Linked DNA regions of Mus musculus: all the other regions are linked to region 5. The links are chromatin contacts, called in public Hi-C, HiChIP or PLAC-seq and promoter capture Hi-C maps. All regions are on one chromosome and are shown on one strand. Each heading gives the region's core, a stretch centred on a gene start, on an enhancer-like site or on the middle of the called end of the contact. The rest is flanking DNA. Distances are from core to core; before and after follow the strand shown.

What was found. Promoter capture Hi-C pulls out the DNA fragments that hold promoters and counts their contacts. Hi-C and Micro-C count contacts between places; a contact is called where the count stands out from the background. HiChIP or PLAC-seq counts read pairs in DNA pulled down with a chosen protein or histone mark. Capture Hi-C pulls out chosen DNA fragments and counts their contacts.
Region 1: a Hi-C map of CD8 T cells shows a contact between it and region 5, with 3 times the contacts expected there. The contact joins the promoter of Unkl here to the promoter of Axin1 in region 5. A contact is called at or near these places in 1 of 39 promoter capture datasets (liver), 1 of 484 Hi-C or Micro-C datasets (CD8 T cells) and 1 of 115 datasets of contacts at active chromatin or transcription factors (pancreatic cancer cells).
Region 2: a promoter capture Hi-C map of adipose tissue shows a contact between it and region 5, with 2.1 times the contacts expected there. The contact joins the promoter of Bnip1 here to the promoter of Axin1 in region 5. A contact is called at or near these places in 2 of 39 promoter capture datasets (cranial neural crest and liver), 1 of 115 datasets of contacts at active chromatin or transcription factors (embryonic stem cells) and 1 of 9 other capture datasets (adipose tissue).
Region 3: a contact with region 5 is called in a promoter capture Hi-C map of hippocampal neurons, with 2.4 times the contacts expected there. The contact joins the enhancer-like site here to the promoter of Axin1 in region 5. A contact is called at or near these places in 4 of 39 promoter capture datasets (the 3T3-L1 cell line, hematopoietic stem and progenitor cells, hippocampal neurons and 1 more) and 2 of 115 datasets of contacts at active chromatin or transcription factors (astrocytes and bone marrow-derived macrophages).
Region 4: a contact with region 5 is called in a FOXA1 HiChIP or PLAC-seq map of pancreatic cancer cells. The contact joins the promoter of Kifc5b here to the promoter of Axin1 in region 5. A contact is called at or near these places in 1 of 39 promoter capture datasets (liver) and 1 of 115 datasets of contacts at active chromatin or transcription factors (pancreatic cancer cells).
Region 6: a contact with region 5 is called in a promoter capture Hi-C map of adipose tissue, with 2.5 times the contacts expected there. The contact joins the promoter of Nkx2-5 here to the promoter of Axin1 in region 5. A contact is called at or near these places in 1 of 39 promoter capture datasets (liver), 1 of 115 datasets of contacts at active chromatin or transcription factors (embryonic limb bud) and 2 of 9 other capture datasets (adipose tissue and embryonic stem cells).

Annotation. Positions count from the first base shown.
Region 1 is chr17:25,186,656-25,191,302 of GRCm38.p6, forward strand. It overlaps Unkl (unkempt family like zinc finger), which reads left to right and starts at 1,745. Exons shown (of 15, transcript NM_001197024.1): 1 at 1,745-1,837; 2 at 2,811-3,020. The coding sequence starts at 1,761. It overlaps BC003965 (cDNA sequence BC003965), which reads left to right. Exons shown (of 2, transcript NM_183150.2): 2 at 1-1,007. It overlaps Gm52286 (a long non-coding RNA gene), which reads right to left and starts at 2,815. Exons shown (of 2, transcript XR_003952239.1): 1 at 2,461-2,815; 2 at 1,399-2,354.
Region 2 is chr17:26,778,898-26,783,406 of GRCm38.p6, forward strand. It overlaps Bnip1 (BCL2/adenovirus E1B interacting protein 1), which reads left to right and starts at 2,182. Exons shown (of 6, transcript NM_172149.5): 1 at 2,182-2,279. The coding sequence starts at 2,196.
Region 3 is chr17:26,892,706-26,897,087 of GRCm38.p6, forward strand. Gm41555 (a long non-coding RNA gene) reads right to left here. Exons shown (of 4, transcript XR_876700.1): 4 at 3,611-4,045. Among named protein-coding and RNA genes, the nearest start is that of Gm41555, 5.7 kb to the right of the region's middle. Within about 2 kb of position 1,861, at least 47 of the 459 cell types and tissues checked have an H3K27ac peak or open chromatin away from gene starts, as enhancers often do. A contact at or near this core is called in hippocampal neurons, where this site is marked.
Region 4 is chr17:26,915,732-26,920,118 of GRCm38.p6, forward strand. Kifc5b (kinesin family member C5B) reads left to right here and starts at 1,360. Exons shown (of 11, transcript NM_053173.2): 1 at 1,360-1,554. The coding sequence starts at 1,537.
Region 5 is chr17:26,136,280-26,141,004 of GRCm38.p6, forward strand. Axin1 (axin 1) reads left to right here and starts at 2,407. Exons shown (of 11, transcript NM_009733.2): 1 at 2,407-2,762. Gm46600 (a long non-coding RNA gene) reads right to left here and starts at 2,473. Exons shown (of 3, transcript XR_001782196.2): 1 at 2,122-2,473; 2 at 994-1,062; 3 at 506-534.
Region 6 is chr17:26,839,995-26,844,523 of GRCm38.p6, forward strand. Nkx2-5 (NK2 homeobox 5) reads right to left here and starts at 1,571. Exons shown (of 2, transcript NM_008700.2): 1 at 1,031-1,571. The coding sequence starts at 1,361.

The DNA.
Region 1 (4,647 bases), core at 495-2,994, 950 kb before region 5:
TATGTGCATCACATACATGTCTGTTGCCTATACAGGTAAGAAGAGGATGTCAGATTCCCTGGAACTGGAAATACAAATGGCTATGAGCAACCATGTAGGTTCTGGGAACTGAACTTGGGTCCTCTGGAAGAGGAGCCATTCACTGTGAGCAATTTCTCCAGCCCCAACAGCCACTTTGTGTAAGCTCTTGAAAATGGAAAGGCTCAGTAGTGTTGGAAGTGAGCTGTTACACAGATAAAAACCTGTTAGTTCTGTTCTGAGCCATAGCCCTCGAGTACCAGCTTCAATAAAAGGACACGTCTGGCCCTTATGTGGGTGTCACAGGTGATGTCTGCAGAGGAATAAAACACATCTTTTGATGAGAGACCTTTGCCCATGTCCACAGTCAAGGTCGCTGAGTTCCACCATCACTGCTATTTGCTCTCTGTCACACCTTACAGAGCCAGCTTCTCTCTCTCTCTCTCTCTCTCTCTCCCTCTCTCTCTCTTTCTCTCCCTCTCTCTCTCTCAGATTCCTTAGGTTGTCTTGTGTGTTTCTCCAGGCTGGACTTGGGGGTTGACCTAGTTTTCATTCCCTATCCCTCAGCAGTCTGAGACACATTTATTCCTCTGTAGGTTCCCCTGTCTGCCCTTCCCTGCTTGCTCATTCTTCTATTTGATCTTTGAAAAAACAATGTTTCTGTTTGCTGGGACTGCCTACAGCTCACTATCCATCCACATGCTTGTGCAACCATTAAAATAAGTCCTTTAAACTAAGTTAACTTCAGGGTCTGTGGGCTAGGGGAAATGCTCAGGGATAAGTGCTTAGCCGGCATGGACCTGGGTCCGGGCACGCACATGGCTCCGGGTTCTACCTCTAGCACCCAAACCAAACCAACTCACTCTCCAAAGTTGTCAACAACTCAAAGAATTTGTCTACAAAAATGTCATATGAAGAAGTCAGTAATCCTACCAGCAAATGGTAATTTTACCTTACTAGTACTTTAAAATATAGCATACATACCTGGACCGTGTATGTCTCTCTGTTAATATTTTAGATCGTGTTTCTGGAAATGGGATAGGTTTTCTGTAATCCTCCTTTCTGAAAACATCCCTCTCTTTTCTGCCCATTCCTTTCAGAACACTTGTGGCTGTGCTACTCAGACTTTATCCCTCAGAGCACACCCGCAGTTAGCAGAGGAGCTGTGGTCACTTTACACACCAGTGAATGCTAGCCCTGGGTTCTCCCGAATTCATCCTAGCACTTGCGAGTCCTGCCCGCCACGTGCAGTTAGCATTCTGCGGACCCCAGATCAGTCTGATTACTGACCACCCTGTACATCCTTTACCCGATGGGCTCATCTGGCAGCATCTTACGCTGTGTTTTTAAAAAAGTGGCTCAACAGAATTCACACTCGGATTATCCTTAAATTCACAAATTTAATAAAGGGGCGACCATCGTCACAGTCTAATTATAGACTTTTTCCAGTTCAAAGAAACCTGTGCCCAACAGCAGCCCTGGACGCAGAGGCCATCATGGGGACTCTACACCAACGGGCGTGTCCCGCCTTGCGCCTGTAACTTGCTGCCGTGGTGGGCCGGCAGAACCTGTGTGTCACCCCCGCCGCACAGCGCGCGTGGGCGAGGGGTCGGTGGGGGCGTGGCCGGCGTGGCGTGCCCGGGGGTGTGGCCGGCGCGGCGGGGGGCGCAGGGGGCTCGGTGCGGGGGGGAGATCCGGGGGCGCCGGCGCGGCGCATGCGCGCTGCATTGTTTTGACTGAAAATGCCGTCGGTTTCGAAAGCGGCGGCGGCGGCGCTGAGCGGGTCCCCCCCGCAGACAGAGAAACCAACCCACTACAGGTCAGTGCCTGGGCTGCGGTCCGTGGCCTTCTGGGCGCTGCGGCGCAAAGCAGCGGCCCGCGTGCGCCACGGGCCCCGGTGTCGCCGCTGTGGGTGCGCCCCGCCCGCGCCCGCGCCCCCGCCGCCAGCTCTTGCGGGTCACGCCGTCCAGGCGCGGGCCGCCGCCTAAGGTGGAGTGGCAGCGCCCAGGGTTTTCGGTGACCCCTGGCTTGGGGGCTGGACTTGCTCCTGGTCTCCGGCGACCCCGCGCGCCAGACTGGAGTCTGGGGAACAGCGCCTGCGTTCGTAGCTCAGGGCCGCGCCTGGGCTGGAGGTGGGCGCACGGCCATCCGGACTCGAGCAGTCGCTGCCTGAGGTTGAGAGGCGGTTCCGGGGTCTGGGGTGACCTCTGGGCTGGGGGCGGAGCCGCACCTAGAGTCCGGTGGCCGCTTGGTTGTGAGCCCGGGGGTCGTTTCTGCGGCGCAGAAGAGGGGTTGCGCCTGGTGTGGGCGGGTGGCGCTTGCAGTCCATCTGGAACCTATGAAGGTAGTCGAGCGGGAGACCGGGACTGAGGATTGAGAGGTGGCTCCAGGGGTCAGGGACTAGAAGGGGGCAGAGAATGGAGTGTACTTCTGTAGAGTTACCTGGGATCAGAGTTGGTGATGGCCTGCTAAGAGGAGGTCTATGCCTCGTGTCCGGGAATCTTCTTATCTGGGGACTGGGAAGTGGTATTTGGGGTCAGGGAACGGAGAGTCTGCCTGACTGGAGTTACCTGGTCTCCGAGTTGGGAAGTGACACCCGGGGTGCTTTTAAAAAAGGAGGGTACCGGGCCATGGCAGTCAGGATCGCTCAGTGTGTGTGTGTGTGTGTGTGTGTGTGTGTGTGTGTATTGCCGGGGGTGGGGGATGCTTCTCGTCTGGGACCCTGCCCCGCCGCATCCCAGGGGCCTCCAGCCGGCGGTGGCTGCGGCCCGCAACGCTGTTTGTCTTTTTAGGTATCTAAAGGAGTTTAGGACAGAGCAGTGCTCCCTGTTTTTGCAGCATAAGTGCAGCCAGCACAGGCCGTTCACCTGTTTCCATTGGCATTTCCTAAATCAGCGTCGTCGCAGACCGCTCCGACGACGCGATGGCACCTTCAACTACAGCCCGGACATATACTGCTCCAAGTACGATGAGGCCACCGGCCTGTGTCCCGATGGTGATGAGTAAGTGGGGTTCCGGTGGGTGGCTCATGGTCTTTCCTCAGGATTGGTGTTGACTCTCTGATCAACAGGTTTTTGAGGTTTCTGGTTTTTTGTTTTTTTGAGACAGGGTGTCTTTATGAAGGCCTGGCTGTCCTGAAACACTGTATGTAGACCAGACTGGCCTCAAACTCATAGTGATACCTGTCTTGGCCCCTTAAAGTGCTGGCATTAAAGGTGTATGCCACTACACTGGTCTCCTTGCTTCTTTTTAACACCCACTACCTGTAGAGGGAACCTCATTTTTATTCAAGACTTCTCGGGGTCAGTAGAGTAGTGTGCTTGAGGGGTTCCCTGTTTGTAGGCTAGTTTCCTAAAAGATGATGTATGTGTGTTGTAGGTGAAAATCTTTGGTAATTCAAACTGATTTTGATTCACTTACCACCCCACCCCATCCAATGCTCTACTTTAAAACTGGCCCATGTTTTGCCAGCCATCTGATTTAAAACGGTTTTGTGTGGTCAGTTGTAAGTGTGTCATGTGTAACATGTAAGTGTGGAATATTTTCTTGCTTATGTATGTATTTTAAAGAAGAGTAGCAGAACTGTTATTCTGATAAGGATTTGTGAATTGATTTGTGGACAGGAGCCCGTGATCTGCTTATGTAGGCTAGGACTCTTTAACACTGTGATGCGTTCTGCTCATTTGTAGTTGTTTTTTTGTTTTGTTTTGTTTTTTTTAATGGTAGGAAAGTTGTTTTATTTGCACGTTGTCAGTTATGTAACACTTTTGGATTTTAATAAGTCAAGGTTTTGTTTGGGTTAGTTTATATTTTACAAGTTTCCTAATGGTGTTATGAACAGATGTCTTTCTTTGTGTGCATGTGTGTGCTTGTGTGTGCAGGTGCAGAGTGTGGCGGCTCACGCGCCAGTGCGTACACACACGATTGGAGTTCTCAGGTTAACCTTACATGCTGTTCTCACCTTATTTTAAAACAGGGTCTCTCACTGGCCTGGAGCTGGTTAAATCGGCCAGACTGGTTGGCCTGCCTGCAGGTGCCAGGGGCCAGCTGTCTCTGTCTCCCTAGCATTGGGATTACAAGTGTGTGCCACTGTGATCAGTGGTTTTGTCGTTGTTGTTTTGTCTTGTTTTGTCTTTAATCAGAGTTCTGGGGATCAGACTCAGGTCTTTTTGCTCTCGAGGCAGGTATTTTACTGATGGGCTCTTTGTCCAGCTCCAGACATCTTGGTTTTGAAATAATGAAGACAGAGAAAGTCCAAGTGAGACTTTGTGTTCAAAGGGAGGTGGAAAATAATATCAGGAGGTGCTAAGTTCTTCCTTTGGGCAGTTTGGGGGTGTGGGGTTAGCTTCCTGTCCTGAGGTGAAGTATTGGTCTGTCTGTTTTTGGTTTTGGTTTTTTTGCCCCCACCCCCACCCCCAGACATGGTTTCTCTGTGTAGCCTTGGCTGTTTTGGAACTCTGTAGAGCAGGCTGGCCTCGAACTCAGATCCACATGCTTCTGCTTCTCAAGTGCTGGGATTAAAGGTGTGCACCACCACCGCCCGGCTAAGATTGTGCACATGAGCGTTCAGGACAAAGACTGGAGGATCTGCTAGCCCTCAAGTTACAGATAGTTGTGAGTTACTTAGTG
Region 2 (4,509 bases), core at 932-3,431, 640 kb after region 5:
TTACTGGCACTGAGTCACATTGAGAATGTGACTCCCATCTTAACAAACAAACCAAGAATATGTTAAAGTAGTGAGAGAAAAATAGGTGGGAAATATGTTGTAGTTGGAAGAGGATAAATCAAGTATTCAATCCTCTATCATACAGAAGTCTCTGTATAGAAACATTCAGAGCGTGAGTAGACGGGCAAGTAGAGTAGAGTTTGAAAGTAGTCTGGAATACACAGAAAAACAGGATGGTCAATGTGGCATCCAGAACCGAAGTGAAACAAACGGGGGGCCCTTTAGTGTTGAAGCCACTAAGTAACCTAGAAAGTGTGAAGCTGGTTCTGCGTCTCACACTGTGAACCACATATATTTCAAAATGGCTAAGCATACAAGTGGGTTTTTAAAGAATAAGCAGTAGACAGACACGCTGATCCTTGTAGAAGAGGAAGGACTTTTTAACATAGACCCAAGTCCAGAGTCATGAAGATCTCCCAATGCTATGCAAAATTATGGAAATTTAAATCCTCTTTAAGGCAAAAAAGCACCATCAGCAAAGTCAGAGTCTACAAATTCTGCAGCTCATGTGAATACTAATCTCAGTCTCATTCATTATGAGAGATGCAAAAGAAAGGAGTTTTTTTGAAAAAGAGACAAAATGATAACACCAGTGTCAGCACACCAAGCTGGTAGGGCTATAAGGAAATAGGCATTTCCACAGTTTTGCTCATGCAGTGTAAACTGATATAACCAGTATGACGAAACAGGCTTCACACCACAGTCCTGGCTGGCTTGGAACTCATGGGGATCTCCCTGCCTCTACCCCTTGAGTGCTGGGATAAAGTCATATGCTACCACACCCAGATAAAAAGGATATAGGAAAGCTTGTGTGGAGCTAAAATGCATGTCTAGTAGCTGCGGTGTTAATCAGTGCCTGTAATTCCAGCAGTTCTAGGTCATCCTTGGCTACATAGGTAGCTGGGAACCAGCTTGGGCTCTGTGAGACCCTGCCTCAGAAAAGCAAAGAAAATACTTAGGGCCTTTCACCTGTCCCGTGTGTTCTGTCATCGTCCTCCACCCCCTCTTCCTTCCACTTCTATAGCCTAACAAATCAAGTGCAGCTGCTGGGCAGAAGCATTTCATAGAAAATGGCCGCACGTAGGGAAGTAACTCCCAGAGTGTTTCTTAACAGTACATGTATAGCAACTAGTGAGCACTGAGTTCAATGCTACATTATCAACACCTCATTCCATCCTCTAGGTGACCTAACTTAGGAGTGATGCTACTGAGGAAACTGATTACAAGCCTGGAATCCAGGCCTTTGATACTTGCAGCCAGCTACTGAGCACCTTTTAGGAAGTGGGTGGTACAGGGTGCTTTGGGACAGGTAGGCGTGGAGACTGGGGGCTGTGTGTGCAGTTTGAGAAAAACATTTTAAAAAGAGGGAACCCATATCCAAGACGACAGAGCCTGGAGAATCCCGGAGGGTGGGGGAAAAGTGTCCAGTGGTGTTGAGGGCTTAAGAAATAATAATTTTAAAAAACACTACCCTTCTTTGAGGTTTGCACTGACATTGTTTCTATCACACCACACAGTCAGAACTACTCCTATGAGATACTTGGAATCCAATTCTACACAAAGGGCAGGACCAGAGCCATAGAAATGTGTAAGGACAACAATGCAGGATCATGGTTGTACTAATGGAGGTGCCCCAGTGACCTGTATTTAAGTCTGCACCTTTACAAGTTTTGTGTCTTCCTCCATAATGCATACCTACTGTATACATTTTGCTTTAAATTTTAAAGAAAAAAAATGTAACTTTGGTGACATCCGAATTGATCCTTTTTTTTTTTCCATCCAAAAGGTCACTAGAATAGCGGGTTGTTGTTGTATCTCTAGTACTGGGAACAAACCTGAAGGCCATGTGGCATGCCAGCCTATCATCACCTGAGTTGTATTTTCCCCTCCCCCCCACCCCAACTCTAATGGTTCTTCATAATCACATTCCACTTTTCCGTTTAGTAGGAGCAGACCAGAGAAGCTGTGCGTGTTCTACGTGACAAGAAAAGTTTCAGGTCTGGACTCTTGACCTGGTTTGATCCACACGGGGTCTCCCGCAGCATCACATTTGAAGAAGTACGGAAAGGCGGGCAGGAGCCACGTGAACGCGTTCAAGCTTGGCTGCTGCCGCTCGCCGTAGCCGCATTTCCAACATGGCGGCTCCCCAGGATGTCCACGTCCGGATCTGTAACCAAGAGATTGTCAAATTCGACCTAGAGGTGAAGGCGCTTATCCAGGTACAAATTCTTAGGCTCCTGTCCGGCTCTCGATGGCCGCCTTGACATCTTCCAGAATATTCGCGCCTGGTCCGGTTCCAGGATGGCTCCTAAGGCACCATTCGGTCGGTTCCCCGAGATCACTGACCTTCAGGCTTTTCTTTTGTGAACTGTTGGTTTGCCCACCCCTGAGTTACCCTAACACGCCGCTCCCTTTCCTTGGACTGCAGCCGTGCTGGGCTAGCCCGCCCACCCGCATTCTCGGCTGTAGCCCCGCCCCACCCCTCGCCCTGCTCGCCTCCCACGCCCACTTCCCTAAGTTAGGGACCCTGAGGCACCCAAAGCCACCTGGCCCGACAGTCCCTGCCCGAAGCTAACTAAGTTAACCTGGGACGTGGTTGTAATTTTTTGAACAAAGAATTCAAATATTGTGCAAGATCCTGGGTCAGAAGGCAGGCAGTGCCAGTATTAGGACCTGGATGGGGAAAGCCAGCCTAGGAAAATCATTTTAGAGCTTCCCTACCCGGAAACAGACTGGAAAATGAGGCGCTTATCTGGAAGCAGGTCTTAAGTAGGAGACAGTAGTGCAGGAACACAAGCAAGAACAGGGAATGTAGAAATGGCTCCAGAGTTTGGCAAAAAGAACCCAACCGGCTCAGAATACAAGCTGTGACAGCAAATAAGGAAAGGGTAGGGGTGTGACTCCGCTGGTGAGGACTTTGCCCAGCACTGGGTTCGCCATCCCCAGTGCTGCATAAATGGGCTGTGCCTAGCTGTTGGGGTAAGCTTGGCTTTACTAGCCCCTATAAAAAGGAGCATGGAGAGTAGTGCTCTCTGGTAAGCCAGATGTACACTCTGCCACATTAGCAGTTTATCCTGTGCTGTGAGGAAGTGTTGATTTTGTGAGTAAGCTAGAGAACAGGTAAAGAAACGCCGCAAACTTTACTCCTGAGATGTGCAAACAAAAAAAATGGGCCAATTCTAGAAAAATAAACAAGATTTATACAAGTGAGATTACCAGAGGCTGGGGGTAAATTTAGCTCAGAGTAGAGTTAAAGTTTAGCCATGTGCAAGGCTCTAGTTTCAGTCCTCAGAATGCACATGTAAATACATATACATACATAACACAGAGTTGCTAGGGTAGTGGCTCTAGCACTTGGGAGGCATAAGCAGGACCATCATGCATTTGAGGCCAGCCTGTACTACATAGAGTCTTCAAAAAAACAAAACAAAAAAACCCTTATATCCAAAATTTGAAAAGTTGGGTTTTCATATTATATCATAATATAAAATTATGTAATAGCATCATAATACTTCATATTATCATAGTTTCCTGTTAGGTAGGCCTCTGGTGACATATGTGTTTTGGGTTCTTATGGTTACTAGTGAGTAAGCATAGCCCCATACATTGTATTCTTTCAGTGTTCCAGCTATTCTGCTAAGTGTTCTACACAGAGAAATACCATCTTGACGTAGGTAAGGTGAAGAAATGGAGGCACAGAGAACTGAAGTTTTCCAAGACTGCACTAATAAATTGCTATACGCAGGATTTGAATATATGTAGCTTAAGTCTAGAACCTGCTCTAAAATTTGGCTCTCATAATTCTGACTTTCTTTCCAGAAGCAAATTCTCAGTTCATCTTTAAACGTTTTTGACTTGCGACAGATGGTTTGTAAAAATCAGACTAAATTAACTTTGTTACAGGTCACTAGGGATTTAGTTGGAAGGATCTGAACTTACAGTATTTTTTAGATGTCTATTTCTGTTGAACATGGAAGCTGTTTAAGCCTTTCCTAGTGGCACTTTGTTAAACATCTAAGACGAGGTTGAGGTTTACCTATCTACACACACAATGCATATGGAGTCTATGTGCATGCAGGGGTGTGTATTCATGTCTGTGTGCATTTGTGCATGCGTGCACATGAGTCTCTCTCTCTCTCTCTCTCTCTCTCTCTCTCTCTCTCTGTGTGTGTGTGTGTGTGTGTGTGTGTGTGTGTGTTTTGCTGCTGTTGAAAGCCAGGGCTCCAAGTATGCTCTGCAAGTGCTGTACTACTGAACTGTGCATCCAGTCTGTTTATTCATATTAGGCTCTCGGTGTTAATCTTACAAGGAATGAGGAAGCTGAAAATGAGGAGTTTGCTCTTGTGTGGAGGAGAGCAGCACTGAGCAGGACAAGGTAGAGCTTGGGCCACCTTAGCTGTGTCTGAATCTGCTTTCTCACTGTGCCGATGAGGACACTTCATTTCATTG
Region 3 (4,382 bases), core at 611-3,110, 760 kb after region 5:
TCAGTACAGACACTGCAGCCCCAGGAGGGAGGGAACACAAAGGCCATATCTAGCCCTAGTCTCCTGCTGTGGAGCTGTGTCTACAGTCTAGGCTCAGATGACAGAGACAGAATTGAGCTCTGGATGACAGCTGGACTCGGAGCTGTCAGTCTGTCGGCCAGGGAGGGTGGACACACTCCGGGCTTGCTGGTTCTGCCTAGAGAAGCTCGGCCCTGACGCTATGCAGAACCTCTATTTATAATTTCCCGTGATAACAGGGCCATTCATCCGCGCTGTTGGCCCTAATTGCGCCGGAGCGGGGGATGACAGCTTAATTATGAACCTCACAAAAATTGAACTTGGGCTGTATCAACAAAGTCCAATCGCTGTCACTCAGGGGTAGCTCTTTGCCCTTCATTGTGGCAAAGGGCACTTGGAAAAAAAGAGAGAGAAAAGAAAAAGAGAAAGAGAAAGGAAAAGCTTGGCCGAGTTCCATTTCCAACAGACTTTTATTTTCTGGCTCCAAAGCATCCCAGTTTGGGAGACAGAAAGAAGCCCTTTTCTGTTTGCTGGGGAGGTAGCTGGCTGGTCACTGCCTGGTTGGAGTGGTGCCCCCCCACCCCGGAGATTCGGGATATGAGCATTAAAAAGGGGTCTTGGGGATTGCTTGTTAGGGATTGAAAACCGGGTGCAATTCAGCCCACAGATGTTTTATTTGGCAAGCAGAGTTTTCTTTTTTAAACTTTAAAAAACGTTGTGGTAAAATCTACATCGCACAAAATTAGCCATTTTAGAGCCCTCAGTTCCCTGCTCTGTGACTTTTACAGTATGGCCACCAGCTGTCTCCCAAGTGTTTTCACCACCTCAGAAGAAACCTCTGTACCCGTTAAGCCCCAATTTCCTGTTCTATCCCTCCAAGGCCCTGGCCAAGGCATTCTGGTCCTGATGTTGTGGATGCAGCCACTGTGGCCCTCAGTGTCTGGCTTGGCACCACATCTTTCCCTCCCGAGGGAGGTTCCTTCACACTGTCTCAGCACAGGAGAGGCTTTGTCCTGGTTCCCGGCCGCCTTATGGAGACACAATTCCTGGCTGTGTCGTGCATGAAGCCTTCTCTACTTTCTCTTCCTTGTCCACGGTCATCCATTGTGTCACCATGTCAGAATCAAATGAGTTGTCAACAGTGAGCTGAAGTTCACAGAAGAATGGAACAGCTTTACAAGCCTATGCGTCCCTGCTACCCAGCGCTGGGAGTCTGGCTGCCCTGGCTAGACATGAAGGAACAGAGGCTACTCAAGCCACTGTGCCCGTGAAGATCACAGGGTGACAGTGTCTAGGGAGAGCCACCTTCTTGCTCCCCACCACTGTTGGCTTTTTCTGGCGGGGAGAGACAGTAAGGATCAGGAATTCTGTCTTAAGGGAGGTATGACCCCTGCTCATGGGAGGCCCTGCCCTGGTGTTTGGTTACTCTGTGCTTTTGCCCTTTGTGTTTCTCTTGAGAGACACACCAAATACTTGCGTGGTCTTGGTGGGCAGGGTCTGTGCTGTATTCTCTTAGGCTGAAGATCTGGCTGTGTTACATTAGGTGCCTAGATCAGGCCCAAAGGACTCTGTGGGAAAGCCTGCCTGGGCTTCTAAGTAGGGAAGGAGGGATTTGAGTGCTTGATGTGGCTGCACCTGAAACCCTGATGGTTTTGGTTTCCTGCTGGAGATGGCAGCCAGGGCCTCACATACATTGAGGAGCAGTCTTTACTGAGCTGCACCCCCAACCCAGCTCTTTCTGTTGTATAACTCAATTTGGCAGCACATTGTGTTGGGAATGTGTTCTGAGACATGCAGTTAGGCAGTCTCATCACCATGGAAACATGCGCTTACACAAACCTAGATTGTCTAGGTCAGGCACTAAGCACGAATGACTCCTTGATGCCTCTAGGGAGTGTGCAGTAAATCCAAATGGCTGGGCTGCTGAGAGCACGGCATGGTGTTATGCACTCGAAGCCGACAGCAGAGACGGAGCTGTGGCAGCCACTTACCACAAGCACTGTGTGCAGACCACAATCACAGTGGCTGTCCTTTGTGATCCTGCCAGTTGTGCAGGTTTGTTTACACCAGCACAGCTACAAAGTGCAGCCTTGCACTGGCTGTATCACAACAGGCATGGCCACAAAGGGCCCTCTTCTACTATATTCCTATGGGACCACCATCACATATATGGGCTTCTTTCCTATTTCTGTGATAAGACACCATGACCAAGGCAACTTATAGAAGAAAGAACATATTGAGGTCTCTCAGTTTCAGAGGCTGAGTCCATACATAGCATAGCGGGAAGCATGGTGGCAGGCAGGCAGGTATGGTGCTGGAGCTGAGAACTTACATCTGAGAGCCAACCATGCAATAGAGAAAGCTAACCAGGCCTAGCGTGGGCTTTTGAAACCTCCCAGCCCATCCTCAGTGACACACCTCCTCCAACGAGGCCACACCTCCTAAGCCTTTCCAAACAGTTCCACCAACTGGGAACCAAGTATGTAAACCCATGAGAGCTTTCTCATTAAAACCACCATATGGTCCATTTGTCACCTGGAGAACAAGCATAAATTTTATCTTTTGTCCCCTTAATGTAGTTTCATTAATCCCCCGAAGTCTACAAAACACGGCTTGCTGTTGTCATAGTTACTGGTCATTTATGGAGGATGGGATGGAGGTTAGGGAGGTGACTCCTATTTTGAGTAGCTGGCCTTGGCATTTAACAAGCATAAACACCTGTGCACCTGTGTTTAAAGTATCCAGGAAAGCTGGAAAAGTTGGAATCGTAGGGAAATACACTGAGAAGCCCATCACTCACAGATCACTATCCCTGAAGCTGTAAGAGAGTTTAAGGTCCATTCACATTTTCTGTAGTTCTGTTTCCCCCTGGCAGAAGTGGAGAGTCGTTCTTAGCATCTCCCTGAGTCCAGGGACGTGGGGAGGCCACAGGCTCCAGGCCACTCTGCTGCTAGAACTTTGTCCTGAAGGCTGCTGTCAGTCTCCTCTTTCACGACGGCCCCCCTTGTTCATGCTACCACTAGGTGGCGCTGTGGAATACTGACCAGCTCCTCTAACTGGATGTGAGAGGGAGACTACATGGAAGGACACCAGCTGTGAACACGCAGCTGCTTAACGTGTGGGTACCACTCAGGGCAAGTGAGGAGGGTGTGGACCCTGCAGAGAGAGGACTGAAAGTCGCAAATCAACGAAGGGGTGATCATGAAGAGCTAATAGGAAGGAGGGCGAGACAAGGAGATGGTGGGAGTTCTGGAGTTGCCTGGGGAGGGGTCAGGGGTGAGAGAGGTGAGGTGGTGGGGGCTTGGGCCAAAACTCAGAACAGTAGTATAATGGCAGCAAAAAGCTACCCAGAGGCTGGAACCTGAAGAGGGACTGAATTCCTGTCCTCAGCCTAAGCATGGAGTCTCAGAGGCTGAGGCAGGAATGGGCTATTGGGGTAAGCTTAGGGAGTTCACTGAAATAGAAGCATAGATTGTGTGTGTGTGTGTGTGTGTATGTGTGTGTGTGTGTGTGTGTTTTCTGTTTCTGTTGAGTTCAGCTAGTCCTGAAGGCAGTGGCTCTTTCCTCCTGTGATGAATTCTAACACACCCTGTGAGGAAGCCCAGATTTATAGGAACCAACCCTGGTTGCCTTACTGTGGACACACAAATAGGGTGATAAGTAGGGACCAGTCAGGAAGAATGGTGGAATCTGGTGTGGGAAGGGAGCCATCAAAAGTTGCTAAAATTATATAGTCAGATCTACAAGCCCATTTGCCGTTTCTGCCCACCCTGGATCCATGCGGCCCCTGCCCACTACTTCCTTGCTTTCTTGGGGGTGGATGTGGGAGGGGGTTGTTCTTCTATCAGCTCCTGCTGCCTCACAGTATCAGCAGTCTGACTTCACGCCTGAACGTGCCACTCGTCGTACTGGGAGCCCTCCCAAGTCTGAAGCCTGGGTGGTCCCTGTCTGTGGCGATGATGAGGATATAAGGGGGCCTTCACACTTCCTTGGCTCCTTGCATCCTTCTCCTCCATGGCTCACACACCTGTGGAGAAAATACAAGATTCAATGCTGTGAGTCTTAGTGTGGCCATTTTTGCATCTCTCCTCTCCGCCCAATACTTTTTGGGTACAACTGAGATGTCCATGCACTGCAAAGCACCATGGGATAGGAACAGAAGCAGAATACGGTCAAGAGGCTGGGAAAGCTTTTTAGAGCAGGCAAGTCTTGAGCTGGCCTTCAAAAAACAGGAATCCATCAAAGGAAAGACTAGAATCTGAGAGCTCGGGTTTGGGGTATAGCCTGAGCAGATTCTGGGAGGGGACTTCCTGCCTCCTGGTGCAGGGAGGAGAGACAGAGGAAAGAAGGGCATCTAGGGAGGA
Region 4 (4,387 bases), core at 110-2,609, 780 kb after region 5:
TTTCAGTAGAAGACAAACTCATATTCTATCACACAATAAAACTTTTGCTTTTTTTCTAGAAAGTCACTAGGGAAATACTGTCTAGTTTAAAATTATAACCAGTTTGTAAAATTATAACCAGAAATTTTTTAGTGTTCCCTCATTAACATTTGTAGACTTGGAAACATCTCAAGTAAGAGGGCTGTAGATTTACAACTTGGTGTCAAGAAACATACTGTTTATTTACCCAGTTATGTATGTATGTGTGTATGTATGTATGTATGTATGTATGTATGTATGTATGTATGCAGGTATGCATGTGTGTATTTCTTTATTTAAGACAGGGATTCTCTACAAAGCCCTGGCTGCCCTGGAATTTACTTTGTAGACCCGGTTGGCCTTGAACTCAAGAGATCTGTCTGCCTCTGCATTCTGAGTACTGGGAACTGGGATTAAAGGTGTGTGCCACCAAGCCTGGCTTATAGTTTTGTTTTGATTTTTTAATCTAAAAGATTGTTTATTGACCTGGGCATGGTGGCACAGGGTAGCCCTGGCATCTCTAAGTTCAAGGCCAGCCTGTTCTACAAATAGAATTCCAAGACAATCAGGGCTACACAGAGAAACCCAATCTCGAAAAAACAAAATAAATATATAATTTATGTTATTTATATATATTATATATGCTTATATATAATAGGTATTATTGAGTATATATTATGTATATGTGTAAAGATATGTTTATGTATATAATACATATTGTTTATGTATAATATATATTATTGGAGGCAGGAGGGGCACAGAAAACTTTGTGGCGAATTAGTTCTCACCTTCCACATTATATGAGTTTCAGGGATAACCAGTTTGCTATCCTCCCGGACCTGCTCTAGACTTATGACTTTATTACATCTCCAGATATGGGCTCCAATTTTTCTTTTACTTTTTTTCTTTTTTGAGGACAGGTCAGCGCCATCAACCAGCTCCCACTTTTCGGACCTGAGAAAGCGGACCAAGAGCAACCTCGGTTTAACAGTCTCCAGTCTACAGGTTTGTCGAGGAGGTGTGCAGGTTCAGCAGCAGCCGCTAGGTGGCGCTCGCTCCGCCCCGACACCGCTCAGGCACCTTTGCACATGCGTATTGCCTCCCCCACGCCACTCCTCCACACACGCGCACTTCTGACGCAACCAGAGGCCTAGCTCCGCGCTCCGGAGGGGGAGAGGGAGAAATAAGGAAGAGCGGATCCGGAAGTAGGATCCAAGGGGTCTAGTTCTCTTGCTCCGGCGGACTAGAAGAGTCGCGACTCAGGGGGCGTGGCCCCGGAGGCGGAGGGCGCCGTGATTGGCTCGCGACCGCAGCGCCGGCGCGGATTGGCCTCTGCGGATTGAAGTGCGTTGACTGCGCGGAGGTTGAAATTCAAAAGTGACTGGTGTGGCGGATTGGCTTGGCCGATTGGCCTGGCGAATTGGCCTGGCTCCGACGTTTTGCGGCGCGAGCCCTTGAGAGGACGCGGGTCTCGTCACCCTGCCTGCTGCCTTTGCATCCCTTCCTGTGCGGACCACCATGGACGTGCAGGCGCAGGTGAGTGCGGCGGTGACGGCCTGGCGCCAATAGCGGAGGACGCAGGCCGGCCGCCCGGAGACCCGAGTCCCGGGGACAGGTCGGGGCAAGCCGTCCTGCAGGGGAGGGTCGCACCGCCTCGCGCCCAGGACACCAGCGGCCGAGTCAGTGAGGGCACACACACACACACACACACACACACACACACACACACACACACGGCGAGGTCCCAGGACAGTCGCTGCGACGTTGGTCCGCCATTCCAGTCGTGCAGGCGCTACCATCCCGTGTCCCTTATCCCCCTCCAGCATTTCCCATTTCGAATTCTCAAGCGGATTCGACATGTTTGTGCTTCTCAGTTCTTGCAGATCGCCTTGTGGGAGAAGCGAGGGTTCTGAGAGAAGCCTTGTCGCTTGTCCGCAAAGTACATTTCTTGCTGATATCCTGTTGTGTTGCTGCTGGATCGAGATAGAGGAAGGGGAGAGGAGAAATGGGGGCATCGGCCCAGAGGATCCTTATTCCCTCGCCTGCCTCTTCCTTTTGCTCATTTGGACTGCTGACTAGTTTATGGGGGTGCCCTTCTCCACCACAAGCATCTGAGGCGTATGTGTGTGGTAATTAATGGACTGATCTCTCTGGTGTCAGGAAAGACCGGCCTGCATTCTTTGTTTACCAGCATTTCAGTCTAGACTGACTCACAGTCGGTGTTCAGCTTGAAGAGACTTTCTGGTATACTCACAGCCAAAAGGGAGAGCACTGCACTGTGACAGGTGACAGTTAAAAAGTAAAATAGTTTTTCTCAGATTTGTTCCTGCAGTATTTGCCAAGCATCTTCTGGCCCTGCACAGCTGTACTTATGTAGGAGACAGGAGTCCTAGCTACCAGTGAGCTGACAGTCCCTGGGGAGACAGACATAATACAATTTGTATCTCTATTGGGAGGGAGTGAAGGACTGTAAAGGTTCAAGCAGATGGAAGGGGAAGAAGAAAGCTAGGAGGAGCAACATTAAGGTACGAGTTAAAACTGGAAGGAAGAGGTCTGTGGTGCAGTGCTAGGGAGCATCCAAGAAACACACCTGGGTCTATAATCCCCTGAACCAAAAGCAACAAACCATCCTGAGGTCCGTTGTGCACCTGAGGTCACCTGTGAGGAGGCTCAGACCAGAGCTTGGAGATTCAGGCCATTGATACATTGTCTCCAAAAAAAAAAAAAAAAAAAAAAAAAAAAAAAAAAGAGGAAAACAAACCCAAAAGAAGCAATATATATTTGATCTAGTAACCTGAAGCTGGTAGCATGCCCAAGTATAGCAGGGTTTGCTTGCTGATTTTTTGTTGTTGTTTTGTTTGGTTTTGTTGGGGTTTTTTTGGGTGGTAGTGGTAGTTGTTTTCCCTGTGTAGCCCTGGCTGTCCTGGAATTTACTCTGTAGACCAGGCTGGCCTCAAACTCAGAAAACCTCCTGCCTCTGCCTCCCGAGTGCTGGGATTAAAGGCGTGCACCACTACGCCCGGCTAGTAGTGCTTTTCAATTAGTAATAAAGTTGGGTTTTTGTTTTTTGAAATAGGGTCTTACCATGTTACTTTGGCGAGTCTAGAACTGGCTAGAACTGGTCTACCCACTGCTGCTTCCAGAGGGTTGGGGTCACTGCTCCTGACTTTGTTGTTGTTTACTTTTTAGGAAAATGTATGAGAACCAATTTAGTGAACATCTTTCTTTTTTATATACATCACTGTCAAGGTGTGACTTTTGACATTATGGTGTAACATTGTTCTCTACAAACTCTGCCTTCCACATAGCTTAGCCTGGGATGCATATGGCTGTGGCAGCTAAGGAATTGGTTACTGTAATTGGTTACTGTACTGGCTAGTTTGTGTCAACTTGACACAGGCTGGAGTTATCACAGAGAAAGGAGCTTCAGTTGGGGAAATGCCTCCAGGAGATCCAGCTGTAAGGCATTTTTTTAACTAGTGATCAAGGGGGGAGGTCACCTTGTGGGTGGTGCCATCTCTGGACTGGTAGTCTTGCTCTCTTCTATAAGAGAGCAGGCTGAGCAAGCCAGGGGAAGCAAGCCAGTAAGGAACATCCCTCCATGGCCTCTGTATCAGCTCCTGCTTCCTGACCTGCTTGAGTTCCAGTCCTGACTTCCTTGGTGATGAACAGCAGTATGGAAGTGTAAGCTGAATAAACCCTTTCCTCCCCAACTTGCTTCTTGGTCATGATGTTTGTGCAGGAATAGAAACCCTGACTAAGACAGGTACTTTTTAAGTTATAGAGATGCTGCAACCCCCTTGTCCTGTCCTGTCCCTAACACCACCCCATCCATGTAGCCCAGACTGACCTGGAATTTTATGTAGCTGTGGATGGATGGCCAGGACAGCTTCTTTTAATGCTTCTAGCCAGAGAGTCAGTGAGTTGAGTGCAAAGTTTAAAGTGCACACGAGCTGAGGGAGACTGGAAACAGTGGTGGGCACATGCTCGGGTTCACTGCCAGACAGTTCAAGTAGTGCTGCAGCTATCAGCTTGGAGAGCTTAGGATTTGCAACCAAAGCTGTCTGTTTATTTACTCTGGGGTGTGTGTGGCTGCCAGTGAATGCCCTTATCTCCTGAGCTCCCTAACCAGCCTTTCTGTTTTTGTGCTGGGATTGAATGGTTCTCGCCACATGTTCTACTCACAGGCCATCTCCAAGTCTCTTTTGTTCATTTGTCCAATTGTAGTTAAACAGCCTTGCTAAGTTGCCTAGGCCAGCCTCAAGCTTGGAATCTTTCTGCCTCACCCTCTCCAATAGCTGGGATTATAGGCATCTGCCATCATGCTTAACCAAGATCATTATCCCGAAGCTGGACCAAAAGCAGTTAG
Region 5 (4,725 bases), core at 1,157-3,656:
TCTGTTTTGTTTTTGTTTTTGTTTTTTGAGACAGGGTTTCTGCATAGCCCTGGCTGTCCTGGAACTCACTCTGTAGACCAGGCTGGACCAGGCTGGACCAGGCTGGACCAGGCTGGCCTCAAACTCAGAGATCCGCCTGCCTCTGCCTCCCAAGTGCTGGGATTAAAGGCGTGTGCCACCACACCCGGAGCTCTTTATATCTTTTTTTTTTTTTTTTTTCCGAGACAGGGTTTCTCTGTGTAGCCCTGGCTGTCCTGGAACTCACTCTGTAGACCAGGCTGGCCTCGAACTCAGAAATCTGCCTGCCTCTGCCTCCCGAGTGTTGGGATTAATGGTGTGCACCACCACGCCCGGCTTCTTTGTATCATTATTAAAAGACACTTTATTTAAAAGTATTCCTATGTCAAGGTGGAGAGATGGCTCCGTGGTTAAGAGCACTGACTGCTCTTCCAGAGGTTCCAAGTTCGTTTCCCAGCAACTGCATGGTGGCTCACAACCATCTCTGATGAGATCTGACGCCTTCTTCTGGTGTGTCTGAAGAGAGTGAGAGTGTACTCACATACATACGTAAAATAAAAATAAACCTTTTTTGCAAAAGTATATTTCTATGTCTACATTGAGGAAAAGAATTTCTGCTCATGAGTTTGGGTTTTTAAAACTCTTGATTCCTGGCAAGAAACATGAGCAAATGCCATGAAAATTTAGTTAAAGCTGCTAATGGCAATTCTGGGAGGAGCAAAGGCATTTCAAGGCTCTCAAGTGCTGTCCTTTACCCTCTCATTGCAGAAACTCCCTCAAGGTCTTCATAATTTAATCCTTTTACCCCTATTTATAATTTCTCCCCCACCACACCCCCCCCCCCCAGCACTCCTTAGCAGGCCGTTGCATTTCCTCCAGGCTTCCTGATTCCCTTCCTGTCCCTGCAGGGCAGGGGTCCCGAGGAGCTGGAGGCCCGAGGGCCCTACTCTGGTCCCAGGGCTTGGGGATACCTACCACCGTGGGCCAGCAGGAGGATGGACGTGGACTTGATCCCGAGAGCCTGGCCTGGCCGCAGCAGCAGCTCTACAGAATCAAGGCAAGCATTGGGGTCCGGGTTTGGGAGTGGGGAGGATGCCCAAGGCCAAGGCTATCTACTGCTCACTCAGTGGTCGTGATTGTTTCTTCTAATGGTATGAGGCTGAATGGTCTGGGTCAGGGGCTGCTAGAGAGTCTCCAGTGCCCAGAGGCCGGAGGACCTGAGGCTGCATTAGATGGACAGAAGTGAACATGAAACTTGTCCTGGCATTTGAGGGGGGGGGCACTATCTATACCCCAGCCCCAGACCTGAGGCTCAGTGATGAGTCTAGGAGGGGAATTTGTCAGGCTTGGTCACCCTAGTAGCTATAGTTCAAGTGGTTCCTTCTCTATACATAGCAATCCTGGTCCTCGGTACTGTGCTAAGTCCTCTTAAGGGACAGGTGGCAGGGTTAGGATCACCCCAGTCAGCTGTGGGTTTAGAGTCTGAAGCCAGTACTACTGCTTTTGCCTGTGAGCCATGAAGAAGGGACAAGGCAATGAGGGAGAACAATGTCCAGAACAAAACATGGCAGTGGCACTGGCAGCAGCAGTATAAAAGCATGTAGATGGCAAGTGCAGATGCAGCCAGTATAGGGTGGTATGGGTACCAGGAGTCCTCTGGCCAAGGTGAGGTCTGGGTGGGTGCGTACTAAGCCTAGGTCACAACTTTTTGTCTGCAAAATGGACTACCTGAGAGGTGTCAGGGGCTGATTTGACTGGTAGATGACATTCTTAAGTGCAGTAATTACTTGTGTTCACATATTTCTCCTTGGGATGTGGCTGACCGAGGGTTGAGACCTGCCAAGTAGAGAGTTGTGCATCTATGTTCCTGTGGTGGGGCAAAATGGAGTTGACTCTTTGCGCTTGCAGACTTAGCAAGAGATGCCTTGCAGACATTATAAGTGTTATGTGTGTATTTGTGTGGAGGGCGACCAGCTACCCAGAAACTCTACTCTCTCAATAGCATCTGCGATCAGATATGAGTGGTCTGCCTTCAGTGTACTGGCCTAGGGTTCAGTGATGGCTGTGGTTGTTGAGCGCGCTCAGGGCTGTTTCCCATGGCACCTTTCGGGACGAGCAGTAGTCGTTGCCCCATTGGGCATCCTCCGCGGCTACGTTTCTTTTCAGCGGCACTCCTAGTTCACGCCCCGCCTTCACCACCGCAAGACAGTGCTTGGCTCCTGAGTACGCCGCAGTCCCGCCTTTCGCTCAAGACTCTGCCCCTTACTCTTCTTGTCCTCGGACTCCCACCCGCCCCGTGTTAGAAGCTCCGCCCCACACCGTGGTTCTGCCTCTACAACGAGACCCAGCCTCCGCAGCAGTCCCGCCCCACACCACGGCCCCGCCCCCGCACTTCCGGGCGGCGCCGGCGGGGGCGCTCAGGCCTGGGCTTCAGGGCTCTGGGCTCAGGCTCCCGGCTCAGGGAAGCGCTTGCGGCCGCCGCCGCAGGAGCCTGCTGGGGTCGGGCTGGAGCCTGGTTCCAGAGAGGGCTGGTGAGAGTGAGCAGCCGGTTTTGGCGGCGCTCTGCGGCCTGCCTTGCGCCGCCTCCGGGCCACGGGTCGCCGAGCCGCCGCCGCCGCCGCGATGGGGGCCCCCCAGGGCCGCGCCCCCGCCGTGGCCCGCCCGCTGAGCCGCCGCTGAGCGCATGGGCCTCGCCGGGCCGGGAGCCAGGCCCCGGGCCGCGCCTCCACAGCCGCCGCGCGCTGGTGAGTAGTGGGAGCCGACGGGCGCGCTCCTGTGGCGCGGAGGCCTGCTGCCCGGGGCTGCGGGAGTAGGCCGCGCTAGGCCGGCGTACGCGGACCCGGAAGAGAGGGGCGCGCGGGTTGCGGGCGGGAGGCGTGCCGGAGCGCGGCCCCTGATGTGCGAGGTTGTGCCCGGCGTAGGGAGACCTGAGATCCAAGGGGACGTTGAGCGGAAGAGGTGGCAGGCTCCGCAGTATGAGTAGAGGCGTGGGGACTGCATGGTATGCTAGGTATATATGAGGAGAAGGGCTTGGGGGTGGGGGGGGCGATGTGCCAGGGACAGGACGATAGTAGGGCATGGGGAAAGCAAGGCCTGTTTGAACAGGACCAGGGACTAAGGAAAAGCAAGGATTCTAAGAATGATGTACAGGTGGGTGTGTGTCTGCCGAGTGTGGTGTACTGTTGATGGGTCTGGGACACATTTAGGATATGGGTGAGTGGGTGCTGAGAAGCTGCTGGTGCTAGACTGTGTGTGTGTCTTCCTTTGCGCTATCCCCTAGTCCCTATGAAAAAGTAAAGTAGGGACGAGTAAGAACAATCCAAGGAGGGCACTCTCTGGTGTGGTTTGGCTTGCCAGATAACCACTTGTCCTGGTGTTCATTGCCTTACTTAATAATGCTCCCCCCAAACAAAACAAATTCACCCAAAACCAAAGCCCAGAGCGAGCATTTTTAGTTGGGCATAAGGATTTTTTTCGGCTCATCTGAAGATAACTTGTAAAGAGTTCGCAATAACTGTGTACTCCTCCCCTTTACTCCAATGCGTTCCTTTACTCACAGTCCGTTTTGGAGAACATGGAGTCTGACTTTACCTGAGAGAGGCAGTACTAGCTGGTTTCAGTTTTAGAGCCCACTTCAGGGCCGAGAAAATATAGGGAGCACAGAGATTTTGTTTGATTTTTCAGCAGTATTGACTTGTCCTACATCTTTCAGAGAAACACCGTTACGACTTTATGTGATGGGGGACTGCACTAGATATGAAATGAGAGTCCTGACCTTTCAAGAATTTAATCAATGGCTCGTTAGTATGATAGTCATATTATTACTTCCACGTTCCACCTAAATCATAAGCTTGGAAGCTATACTTGAGTATAAGCAATATATACAAATACACCCAGGGCTGTGTGTTTTGACAGTGTCAAAGGGAATTTTATATATGATATCAGGTTTATATATTACCTTTATAGAGTCACTTTATAAGTCTTGGTTGCAGATTTGAGGCTGGATTTGGTGCAATGGGCTTTAGATTCTTACTGAATTATCATAGCTGCTTTATGTGTGGTATTTCTGTGTGCCTTAAGTGTTAGATGTTCTCTGTGGGAGCCCAGGGGTTATTGGAAATTGGGCTGTTTCAGTGTTAGTAATTTTGGGGAATGTTTCGTGTTCAGGTACAGGTAGCCAGGAGTGCAGGCCCCTTTTTCCTGTGATGATATCCTAGATAAGAGCATAGTAGACACGATGGGCTGGTGTGATGTTTTAGATATCCAATGTGCTTACCACATGCAGACAGAACTACCAGAAAGTGACTGAGGTTAAAGAGAGGTATAGGAGGTCAGTGAGCAGCAAACCACAGTCATAGGGCCTGTGAACTTAAGAAACAGGCTGGTCCTGCTGAGGCTGAGATTATAGCTTGCCTAAGAAGTCATTAGCTGCAGAAATGTCATAATTGTGACCCATCTCTTATTTGTACATGCCTTTTCCTTGTAGCCATTAGTAATCTAGCCATCAGCATTGTTAGCAGGTAAAGTGTGTATTCTGTGAGAATGAGCAAAAGATAGATTTCATGGAAGTCAGGGCTCAGCACTGTTGAATGGTAACCAAGGACAGCCACTCCCTTTTTGGTTGTTTTTTGTTTTGTGACGGTCTCTTATACCCTCTAACTCTCATGAAGCCAGGAATAACCTTGACTTTCTCATCCTCTGCCTCTA
Region 6 (4,529 bases), core at 321-2,820, 700 kb after region 5:
TAGGAATACTCCGGTTTGTCCCTCGGGTGGTCAGCTGATGTTGGCATGGCTTCTGGACTTCCCAGTACCCGGAGGAGGACAGAGGCCTCTACACCAGCCCTGCGGGATTCCGGTTGGTAGCAATAAGTTCTAATCCTCCTCCAGTCCTTCTCCAATGTTCCTGGACCTTCTCTCTGCTCCCAGGGAAAACCTAGGAACGTCCTCTAACTCGCAGAAACCATTGGGCCTCTCTGGCTTTACTCAGCACAGGATCTGGGCCTGGGACTTCCCTGCTCCTTCTGTGAGCTGGCCAGGAGCCCCTCTCCCTACTCTGAGATATTTGGTATTCGGCCACCTTCGGAAGCCTGCTCTTCACTTCTCAGTGTCTTTATTCGTTCCGTATTTCCCAACAGTTCCCAGAAAGGAATTTCTGCCTGATCCTGCCTGGAGATTGTACTAGAAAAACAAAGCCAACCCCAGCTCCTGGGATCCGCAGCATCGCATCTCAAAATCACAACCCGGTCCCCAGACTCCTCTCTTTTGGCACAAAGGAGGCAAGGCCCAGAAAGGCAGGGTGGGCTACACAAGGCCCAGGATACACGGGGCTAAGCTTTCGGTTTAGCAGTTCTCAGTGTCTCAAAGTACCCCCAAATCTGGAAGAGATTTTAACTCTCCAGTACGAAGATTTGTTCTAACGCGGATTGTTAGATAGCTTAACTTTGTAACAGATCCAAGAACAAGGCCCTAACCTACTGGGGTTTTGTAGGCCGAAAACAACATTTTAATCTTCTCTCTCTCTCTCTCTCTCTCTCTCACTCTCACTCTCTCACTCTCTCCCTCTCTCTCTCTCCCTTCTTTTTTCCTGACCCTCTAAATTCGGCGTTCCCTCTAAACTTCGGACTGACTGCGGGACAGCCTGGAATCTTATACTCCAAACTCCCCGCGCCCAGCCTTCACCCCGGACTGAGCTACTGTCAGGCCTGGGTTTCTTGGCTCAGGGTTTTGGACATGAAAGCGATTCCAGAAGGGAAGAGCTTGAGGTTCTCCTTACCTTTTTTATCCGCCCGAGGGTCTTTGGCTGGGTCAGGGTCACCGTAGGCTCCCGGGTAAAATGTGGGGGCGGCTGGGAAAGCAGGAGAGCACTTGGGGGGCGAAGGCGCGGGGCCCATCTCCGCGCGCAGCTCTGCCAGGCCGGACGCTGCCGCCTCGGGGCCAGAGTAGGCCTCGGGCTTGAAGGCGGCCAGCATGCAGGAGGCAGGGGCCAGGGTGGCCTCGAGGCGCGCAGACAGGTCCCCAGACGCCAGGCTACGCTGCTGCTGCTCCAGGTTCAGGATGTCTTTGACTGAGAAAGGCGTGGGTGTGAGCGCAGGGCTGGGGAACATGGTGGCGACGCAGGTTTCACAGCGCCAGGTGGGTAGCAGAGAGTGGTGCTGCCCACCCCTGGGGACAGCCTCCCCGCATGGTGCCCGCCGCCCGCCCGCGCACCCGCCTCTCTGCCCTGGATGTGGCGCGCGGCAGCAGGTAGCGCGGAGCACCAGGGGCAGAAGAGGCGGGAGCAGGCTGGAGTAGGGGGGATTCAGCCTGCCATTGGGCCAGGGGCCTGGATGACAGGAGCGACGGGCAGTTCTGCGTCACCTAATATAGACATAGGGATGGGAAAAAAAAATCCTGCTCAGCTTTTTTTAAAGGGGCCGCGACACATTTGGGATAGTCTCCCACTCCTGCAAGGAGATTGCTCCTCGTTAGCCTGAAAATCCCAGCCAGACACACTCAAAGAAAATACCTGATTCTGTTATGCTGAGTCTAAACGCAGGGTTGGGGGTGGGTCGAGGATTTGAATAAATATTCTTTGCACTGTGTCCTGTATCACTAAATGGGCTGGTGAGGATGGATTGAAAGCCAGAAGAGGGGGGTTATTTTCAGGGATCAAGACTATGACTACAATATTGTTTACTGAAGTCTGCCTAAGAGTAGCCTGCATAGAAAGAGAATCACAGAGAAGACAGTTGTTCTGGGACGAACACTGAGTTTAACACATGAGTTTAAGAATTGGATTGGGGAGCGGTAGTTAATTTGACCTACAGGACCAAATTCAACCCAGGAACCCAGAGGGGCCCCAAGGGGTTCTGAGCTGAATGGAAAGGTGAAGTGGCTAATTGTGGGGTGGGAGTGGCCACCTGCTTCAGACTAAGCGGTGGGGCCAGGCACCTCTCCAGAGAGAAGGAAGCATTGTTGGGGAATTGACTCTTCCTGGAGGAGAGCTGCCTTCTGGGTTGTCTGCCTGGATTCTCCTGAAGCCCAAGCTGCTTCATTTTTCACCCTCCTAGGCCACCACAAAAGTCCCAGACCCTTTCTAGCCCGATCCTCCAGGGCCTTCCTGGGCTTCTACTCCACGGGGCAGAGGACAGATCAGGCAGGTGGAGGGACATTTTCAGTCCAGTGCTGCTTCTGTCTGAAAACTGTCAGGGTTTAAGGAACCCAGGTTCTGTACTAAGACAACTGTCTGGATCTAAGGAACACTTGGGCCCTCCCAGACCCAACAGAGTGGGACTTTTTCCTGCTGTAATCTCAAAAAGAGAAGGCACATCGATTCCAGGCAAAACCTCCCCCACCGAAGGTATATGGTAAGGCTAACCTCTGGGAGAGCTTGGGCTCACCACACCGATTTGCAAAGGGGATGTGCCCTTGAAAATTCATGTGGTGAGGGTCCATCACCTGTTTTCGGATATAAGGATTCCCAGAGTGAACAGATCTGTGAGTCAGAAGGCACACAGATATGAAGGACGAGTTGGCCACCAGAGGAGAGGCTTTTGGAATAGAAACGGAGTGTGAGTGTAGGGTCAAAGGTTAGCTAAACAAGTCACTCTTAAGTCATGAACCCAAAGTCCAGAGATCAAAACTTTTGTGAGTGCAGAGTGTGAACTGTCCCTCCTGGCAGGGCAGTGTGGGCCATTGGGCGCTGGCAACCATCTGGGCCATAGTGAAGCCAGCAAAGGCCTGATTTGTGTTCCTTCCTGCTTTTCCTCAAACCCAAACTCCCAAGGCCTTGGGTTGTCTTCAACTAAGGGAGAAGGAGACCCAGCTCCAGGCAGACTGTGAAGCCCAATTCCAGGCTCCAGTGGTCAGCACCAGACTTGGGAGCCATAGTGAGATCTCAACCCAGGGACCACAGAGCATCCTAAAGCTGGTGCTCTTTGTCTTCCGCTGTGTCCCTCTCCAAGCAGTCCAAAGCCTTTGCCTTTTTTCGCTTTTGTTGTTTTGTTTTGTTTTGTTTTGTTTTGTTTTGTTTTCCTCCCTTGCCACAATTTCTGGTTACATTACAGTTACTGTTCTGAGCCAACCTAGCTTGGGACCCTCCCGAGATTGAAGATTGGTTTGTGTGGGTTGGACGGATGTCTATCACCCAGGCGGTGACGTCTGGCAAACGAGCCACATCCGATTCAATTAAATGTCTTGCTGAAAACAGCTTCGGGCGAGGGTCCTGGGAGTCCTGTTAAGTGAATCGGCTGGCCCTGCGGATCGCGATGACAGTTTGAAAGATTAGTGTGAGCTGACGCCTGAAATATTACCGTTTAATTGGGGGAGCTATATTGGGGGCCGCATCCGGGATCCCTGTTTTAAGTCTTTTTTAAAAAATAGTTTTGAGAGGGGACGTTTCCTTTGCAAATCAATGTGGTGAGGATTTATCACTTTTTTCGGATATAAGGGCTTCCAGAGTTGACAAATCTGTGGGTCAGGTGTCAAGAAAAAGGAAGAAAACTCTTCTAATTTGAACAAAATCAGTGACTTTCCCACCCCTACAACCTTGGTGAAAAGGCCCTGGCCTTTCTCTTCGGGGAGGAAACAGGACAGAGTGAGACAAATAGGCAGAACAGAATTGGGGTGACCTGTGGGGGTTTCTTTAGAGAGCTGTCCAAAGCACTTTCCAACGTGGCTTCTGTCCTGGCTGTCTTCAAATCAATACCAAAGGACATATATATTGCAGTGTGTGTCTGTGTGTGTCTGTGTGTTTGTGTCTGTGTTACAATGGCTGGGAAGGGGCGCATCTTTCTCCCCAAGGGTTTTTGGCTCAACCTGCCTTGTGCTCTGAAAGGCACAACCTTCAGTTGAAAGGGACAGAGACAAAGGAGACTGGTGGAGACAGAGAAAACTCTGTGGAGTGATTTCTTTGCCTTTTAAAGACTTGGTGCTTTAGGATTAGTCAAATTCCGGGGTAGCTCCAGCGCATCCTGCGTAAATAAATTATTATTGATTGAAAAGCGATCAGCCCGGCCCGAGCGCCCCCCCTTTCCTGCAATCAGCCGCGAAAAGTATATATGATTAATTGAAAGATAAGCTGCAACTATCACCCGGAATGTCATTAATGCGCCGGGGAGACGTCCATTGGAGACAGGCAGCGTTATCCGTAGCTTTATCTTCAACAACGCCTCGCTCTCTTGGCCCGCGCCAGGGAAACAGATGGGGGTTTCTGTCTGGGACGCTCGCCCCATGTTTATATTTTGGGAAGAATCGCAACTCTAGGGAGTCCCCGGCGGGCCCCCTGATAAATG